Linked DNA regions of Zea mays: region 1 is linked to region 2. Evidence: chromatin contacts called from public Hi-C data. All regions are on one chromosome and are shown on one strand. Each heading gives the region's core, a stretch centred on a gene start, on an enhancer-like site or on the middle of the called end of the contact. The rest is flanking DNA. Distances are from core to core; before and after follow the strand shown.

What was found. A called contact is a pair of places that touch in the nucleus more often than the background predicts.
Region 1: a Hi-C map of ear shows a contact between it and region 2, with 4 times the contacts expected there. The contact joins the promoter of LOC100282881 here to the enhancer-like site in region 2. A contact is called at or near these places in 2 of 25 Hi-C or Micro-C datasets (ear and tassel).

Annotation. Positions count from the first base shown.
Region 1 is chr9:6,144,823-6,148,844 of Zm-B73-REFERENCE-NAM-5.0, forward strand. LOC100282881 (protein SUR2) reads left to right here and starts at 2,126. Exons shown (of 3, transcript NM_001155787.2): 1 at 2,126-2,368; 2 at 2,614-2,858; 3 at 3,449-4,022. The coding sequence starts at 2,631. The coding sequence ends at 4,015.
Region 2 is chr9:5,728,680-5,732,577 of Zm-B73-REFERENCE-NAM-5.0, forward strand. No RefSeq gene overlaps it. Among protein-coding and RNA genes, the nearest start is that of LOC118473265, 50 kb to the right of the region's middle. Within about 2 kb of position 1,377, at least 20 of the 20 cell types and tissues checked have an H3K27ac peak or open chromatin away from gene starts, as enhancers often do. A contact at or near this core is called in ear and tassel, where this site is marked.

The sequences.
Region 1 (4,022 bases), core at 876-3,375, 420 kb after region 2:
GGACATCAGATTATAATTCTAAACAAATACTCCTGAAGCCAAGACGTCTAATTTGAAATATTAGCACCTGTACGTAGCTGCAACAGATTGAAACAGTCAGACGGTAGACCCTCTGTTGTCTTGTTTCAGTACATTTTCTTGCAATATTTAACTACGCCATTGCTGACCAACGGTGAGCACCAGGAGAACGAGCACGTAGGTCAAGAGACGAGGGCCGGGCCATCTGGTCAAGCGCTCAAGCCTTCCGGTCGCCGTACGGGTCTAGAATGGATGGCTTTTGGATATTTCATTTCCTTTTCCAGGTCGCCTTTCTACAGTATGATTAGATTAATCCATGTGTGTTCCGTTTCTATCCCCCCATATTTCACCAAATTCAGCTCCCAGCCTCCTCGAAGACTTCTGATTTATAAAAACAAACACAGAACACCGGGCGGGACTATTTTTCAACATACGAAGCGATGCAATTATTTTCTGAACACGTACAGAAGTTGACCAGTATGCACAGCACTGATTCGCACTCACTACTATATCTGCGTCTACTTTATTTTTATTTATTTTTTAAAAAAGGGAACAAGGTATGCATCTCGTGCTGGCAAAAAAATCCAACGCGCAAACTGAAGCCCGTATGCCAAATAGTATACAATTGTACTTACACTAGTATGTATCAAAGTATTTCGTATCCAAAGATATCCATGCAGCTGCACAGAGAATTCTGGATCTGTTTCGTTCAGCTTTTTTCTGACCAGCTTTTCTGAGAATCTAGCTGTAGGAAGAATCTGACTGTGTAGAGAATCTGAGTATCATTAGAATTATGCGCGGAGGAAGATAAAGGTGTCCATAGGACTCAGGATGTAGAAAGTGACGGATTCCTACTATTGCAACGACTCAACCGATTATGTGTTTATGTTGATTTTGAATGATTTTTACCTAAACGAATTTTGTAGAAGCTGACTGAAAAGCTAAGCGTTTGACAATTCGCAGCAGCTTTTGGTAGTCACAGGCTCCAAAAAGCCCAAACAAACAAGCTAGCTTGACGAAAGAATGTTCAAGTGCCTAGAGACGGAAGTTTTGCGAAAACAAGGTGGCCGAGTCGGTCTTCACGAACTAAAAAAAACGAATGTTCAGAATACGCCCAACCGTCATTCTGTAGCTCTGTCATGTACTCTTTTTTTCCCTAAGAAAGATTTCCTATTAAAAAACGTGTTTTTTTTCATAAAAATAGTTTTAAAAAGTACATCTAGTGCAACGAGAACTTTATGAAACTCCAAGTCTTCCTACCATTACATTTCTTTTTTTCGTATGTATGCTATTTATTAGTGGCAATATTTTACTAGCAGATAGCCTGTTCGTTTAACTTTAATCCGTACCGATTTCTACGGGTTTTATAGTATTTTTATCTAAATTGATGCTGCAACAGTTCAAACATCCGAACTTTAATTTAATTTTATCTTTTTTTGCAAAGAAGATTTACACATTTTTATATAAGTTCCAACAGCAGGTTTAAACTTTTTTTTTTCTTCCTCAGGAATATTTTGCGAAGCGACGCATGTGCATCCCCTGGCCCGTGGGTCGTGCAGACTGCAGAGAATCCGTTCTCAAATCCTGCAATCCTGTGTGCCCAGCACAGGTTCCATTTTCTTATCGCTGCTAGGGTTAGACCTTGTATCAGCACTTCAGCAGCGACCACTTCAACCGCCCAGCTCCATTGACCACCACCAGCATGCAGGTAGCAGCAGCAACGGACTACTAACTTTATTCCAAATTAAGTATACTTATAATACTTACATTTTTAAATAGTTTTTTTTGCTACTTTCTTTACTTGTACAATGTAATCGTTACATGTTGAGATATTTTTTTAATGAAGTAAACATATAGTTTTTAGATAATATTGACCGCCTTTTAAAAGTATGACATCTTGGTGAAACCAGCAGCCAAGCACGAGTGCGGCTCCGGTCCGCCGAAAAGACGCTTCCGAAATAGTCAAAACAGGCAAACAGCAACGCGCAGAGGCGTGCGGTGTGCGCGACTAGCCTTCAGCCTTCTCCAGTTCTCTCCTCCTCGTCCCCCCCCCCCCCCCTCACGCCTGGACGGAACTGAAGCCAGCCAGCCTGCCCAGCCAAGGTGACCGGAGACAAGTAAAAATCTCGCCGGTCTTCTCACAGACCACAAACATTGCGCTTGCTGCCCAGCTATAAGTACTCGCCGGACTAGGCGGCCAACTCATCCCATCCCATTTCATCCATCTCGGAGCAGAGGCAACGCAATCCGGCAAAAAGGCGCTTCTTTCTTGCCCTGTTCGGGACAGGACACAGACACAGAGCCAGGAGAAGGAACCGCCGGAGGCTAAGCTTCTTCGTCGTCTTTCCTGGTAAGAACGAGATCCGCCCTGATTCGTCGCGTTCTCCTCTGCGAATTGCTTTCGCGAGGTCACTGGCATGGGGAATCCTCTGCGCATTTGCGGCGTATCTCCTGTTAGCGTTCGCCTCTTCGGTCGTAATGCGATGACATTGCGGTCGATTGGGTTCAAGATTCGTCTGTTCTATCATTCGTTTAGCTAGCCTAATCAGCCGCTGGCTAACGTCTCGGTGCTCGCGCGCCTGCTGACGGTCGCAGGGCGCGCTCAAGTGGCGATGGCATTTGCGGTCTCCGACGAGCTGCTGGGCACCTTCGTGCCGATTGCGGTGTACTGGCTCTACTCGGGGCTCTACGTCGTCCTGGACGGGCTCGGGATGGACGACTACAGGCTCCATCCCAAGGGGGAGGAGGAGGCCAAGAACATCGTTTCCAGGTCGACGGTCGTCAGGGGCGTCCTTGTTCAGCAGGCGTTTCAAATCGCTGTCTCCCTTCTTCTCTTCACGGTAATCACTCTTTCCAACATCTAACTGCCAAAAAAAGTGTGTGATTAGTATTTGGTACTGGACTACTGGTATTTTGTTAGTTATTTTCTAGACGGTGAATTTGGTAAGTAGGCTGCTGTTTACAAAAGATGGTTTTGGTTTGTTTCAACAGCAAAGCAAGCAGTTGTGGATCCGAATCGATTGACCTTTTCACATATATCCTTTGCTTGATGAATTTCTTAGGTTTCTTGTATTTTTTGTCATGGTAATTGATGGAGGGAGAATCGGTAGATTCAGAAGGAATGGCTGAGATTAACTAAGGACCTGAACTTGTCTCGAGCTTAATTGTTCCTATTAAGTAGCTTCGTTTAATTTCACATCGGCACTTGGACTGTTACTTGGAGTGATTATAAAAGTAAACTGAGTTGATGGCATTGAAATTTACAAGCCACTAAAGTTTGACCTAGTGCACTGTATTTATTAATAACATTGTAGAACTTCCTCCTCCTAGTTTTGACCAACATTGGTTCTAGATGCTGCTTGTGGACTTGACTTTGAAATTTCACCTGTGAAAACTGGACTTACAACCATGAAATTTCCTGAAACTGCAGGTTCTTGGTGATGAGAATGGGGCTGTGAGGAAGCAACCTCCGGCTCTGGTATTGGCGTTGCAATTTATCGTTGCAATGTTTGTCATGGACACATGGCAGTATTTCATGCACAGATACATGCACATCAACAAGTTCTTGTACAAGCACGTCCACTCTAAGCACCACACTCTTGTCGTCCCCTACGCTTTTGGAGCTCTGTACAACCACCCCCTGGAGGGACTCATCCTGGACACCATCGGTGGCGCGCTCTCGTTCCTCATCTCTGGCATGACCCCAAGGACTGGCATATTCTTCTTCTCGTTCGCGACCATCAAGACCGTCGACGACCACTGTGGTCTGTGGCTTCCTGGGAACATCCTCCATGTATTCTTCAGCAACAACAGCGCTTACCATGACATCCACCATCAGCTCTACGGCAACAAGTACAACTTCTCTCAGCCCTTCTTTGTCATGTGGGACAAGATCCTTGGAACATACATGCCTTACACTCTGGAGACCCGCAAGGGAGGTGGTCTCGAGGCGCGCCCGGTTAAGCTCAACCAAGCACAGCAGACCAAGGCTGATTGAGCAGTGT
Region 2 (3,898 bases), core at 127-2,626:
ATTTTTACCTACTTTGTTTCATGAAGGATTGAAATCTAACGATGTTGTAAAGAAGGGATTTTCAATATCGGCTTAGTGGTGGTTATTAACCAAAATGTAATTTAGGACTATCGTGCAAACATACTAAAAAGTTTGCTCACGTTTTTTCAGAAGAAAGATTATATACAATATATACTTATTCCTTACAACTTTAAGTTAATGCCCATTATCTTTTCGTAGCCATATCTTTTCTGGCTAAATAAACGTGTATTCTAATTTACTCTCTATTTTTATAACCTTTCTACAACTTTCACAGGATGCTTCTGGTCATCCCAATGGAGAATAGCGCCGCACATATCCTTGAGTCGTTGATAAAGCCATTCCAAGGCTTACAAGAAATAGTGGACATTCTTAATGAGTAACTCTTACCGTTCGAACCACAACTCTCTAAATCTCTAAATAAGTAAATCATGCATGCATCAAGGACTTGACATTTCCATTATGCAAGGCATGGAGGCAGCTACGCGAAAACAGCCCGAACTAAAGGAAACTCTTAAGATTAGACCGAACTTTCCTATATATACATTTGAAGCTCGCACACCTAGCAAGTTATTTGCTAATAATAAGCCATAACGTTTGATTTCCGTGTTTGACACGGGTAAAGGAGAGCGATCTGTGTGGATACTATGTTTGTGAGATTATTCACACATTCATATGTAACAAGCTAGTGGCCAAGGTATATATCGAGGTACATCAACAGTTTCTACAGTATTAATGTTGATTATTTCATGATAACAAAGTGCCCTAGCTTTTAGTTTTAATATAATAACATTTTTTTGTATAAATGGTTTTGGCAAATCACAATTAGTAAGGACGAAGGAAGAAGTACTACTTTTGATACTATCCAAGCAATTTAAGAAAACAACTTAGGGCTAGTTTGGGAAGACCATTTTTCTATAAAATTTCTATTTTCTAAAAAAAATGAACTAATTTTCCTTAGGAATGTGAAAATCGCTTGGGAAAATGTGGTTCTAAACTAGCCCTTATAGGGGGTTATAAATAATGAGAACGTATCCAAGGTGGATTAAGGACATTTGATGATTATAGGGGGGTTATAAGAAAACAACGAGCGTAGCGGCGCCTCGACGGTTCCGCTCGTGTGATATCGTGTCTGATGATTGATTGTAGACATTTGATGGTGGACCACCTCGTATTGGCTGGATTAAAGACGAGTATCAGTGTATCAGGCGGCTCGCGGCTTGCCCACAGCGAAAAAGAGAATTGTGAGTGGAGACGCGAGCTCGTGAGGCCCGAAACAAGGACGCAGAGCTCTGATTCCAAGGTGGCCCGGAAGGCCTCTACGGCCCAAAAAAATTGTAGGTGTTTATCGGGGAGAGGTGTAGTTGTTGTTGGACCGGACTGTTATCGGGATATGCTCTAAACTGGATAGGCGTAGGAAGGAGTAGTTGGACTCGGCCCTTTTCGTTCTTCTGATACAAGGACGTGCCACGCGTATCGATGACTCGGTACTGTTCTCCACAAAAGTGTGTTTACTCGAAAGCATAAAGTCAGATCATATATATATCTCCACCGAGATGCAATGCAACCATAGTGCGCTGTGACAGCCGAACAGAGACCTGGTACATCCAGCCTTCCTGTTCCGTTCATCTCCGCTCTCATCTTCCAGGTCCAGGTCCAGCCCCTACGAGCCAGGCTAGCTACAGCGACGCAGCGATCGAAGGATTGAGTACATACATGGACGCAACGCAATAATAATCCTCGTGTCACTCGAGCGTGGAGACGAAAACAAGCGAGCGGGCGCTGCAAGCCTCCCACATCGTTGACCCACGCATCATCTCGCCGGCCGCGCCCACGGCCCACGGACGATCGGTACGTGTCGCGACAGGGACAGCGTATCGGTCCCTGCTCGCCGGTCGAGCACCGCGCGGGCGGGGCGGGGGGGTCAACGCCGCTCAGACAGCCGGCCACGCTCGCTCGCGACGGCACGTCCGTGCGCACGAGCGCAGCGCAGTGCTGGTGCGCGCGCCGATCGCGAGGTCTCGGGCTGGCCATTTCGCGGGCAGTGCGCGCATCTCGCGTCGCTCTCGCCGCCACTGCACGCGCTTCGTCGTCGTCGTCGCCTGCAGATATTCTCGGGGAGGGGAGAGGGCCGCGGACTCTCTCGCTCGCGACGCGCACTCGTCGCTGCGGCTGCTCTGCTCTCCTCCCAGTCCCCTTCAGGCTTCCGCCCCAGCTTAATTCCACTCGGCGCTCGCTCAATGCTTGCGGTACGTTCCCGAGCCCTCCAATGGGAGAAAAGATCAGATCGTTCTTTCGGAGAAGGAAGAGATCAGAAGAACAATAAACTAGTACGGATCTTTTCTCTGAATAATTTCATATATATATAACAAGACATGAGCTGCTACTGTCATGCTTCATCGTGTGTAGTGCTATCCTAGTCATGCTGCCGGGGTGCAGTGCAGGCTCATCTAGAAAAGTGTAAATAAAGAGCCCCATCCTCCTGGACATCAAGTTTTGAGCCAGCCAGCAAACGTTGCTAACGTATATGATCTTCCCGTACCTTAAAATCTAGAACCGAGTGAGCACAAAGAAAGTTACCATTAAAATATTTGGACAGGAGAAAGACGCTATTTACAGGAGAGGCTCTACCGGAGAAAGGCAAAGAATTCGCCGAGTGCCACACTCGGCAAAGAGCAGTGGCAGAGCTCCATAAAAATGACGTCCCGGACTACTCTACAAATATAATGATTTACTACTCGTATTTTAATTTTTCACATTTTAGGGGTACTAATATTTAAAACAATCCAGTGGAACTGTAGCAGATAGGAAAAGGGAATCAGACATTCGGGAATAATTACTCACAATAGAGGAGAATCACAGTCACATGGCAGCAAGAAGCCAGCACACACCTGTTGGGGGCCTTCGGCTTCCGAAGGTCCTCAAAAACATGATTTAACGATGTTTCTGAAGTATAATGTGTGAACAGGTATCTTCGGACTCGAATCAGTACCACAGTGGGAGAAGCCCAAAGAATACGAAGGTCGACACAGCGCCGAAGGTGTGAGCAGGAAAGCTTCGGCGTGATAGCAGAAAAGGAAACCGACTTAAAGATGAAAAGACTATTTAGACCTTGGTGGATTACTATAGAATTACTACCAAATGTAAAGGGCATGAGTGTAATTTTACATGAGTGTGTCCCGCGCCTATAAATAGGTGAACAGTGCCCCCGTACTGTTCACGAGGACTTGGCATTTGCTTTTGCGTCACGCTTGTACTTTTACCTTCTTTTAAGCCGAAGCATTTGAGAACAAGTCCCCAACATTGGCGCCCACCTCCAGTGAACTCACTTCCACTCTTTGAGTTTTGAACACCTTCGGCAATCATAAACCTTCGTTATGGCGCCGAAGAAAGCTTCAGCAACTGGGGCTGCAGCTCTGCAACCGCTGGACCCCAATCAGGAGACTCTCTCTCCCTTCGGGAGGCCCGAAGCCAGAAGAGGAAGGCTGTCAGCCCGACACCGCCAGAGGATGAGCTAGACCAAGAAATCAGAGACATGGAGATGCTTCATCAACAGGTGCAGAGGAAGAAGGAAAAGATGGCCAGGCTAGCTGAACTGCAAAGGCAGATAGACGAAGCCTCTGAAGAAGTTCGTCATCTTACTCAGGATGAGCAGAACCGAAGGCCTCAGCATAAAAACCTTCATCAGGAGGATTTCTTCAACGAAGATGACTGGTATGAGAATTTCCACCATGGAAATTTTGCTTTTGATGATGCTTCTCCTCTGTCCACTGAGCTGCAGGCTACACCTTGGCCTCCGTCTTACAAGCCGCCTCAGCTTCCTATATTCGACGGCCATTCAGACCCGAAGCAGTTTTTGATGAGCTACGAAGCAACAGTA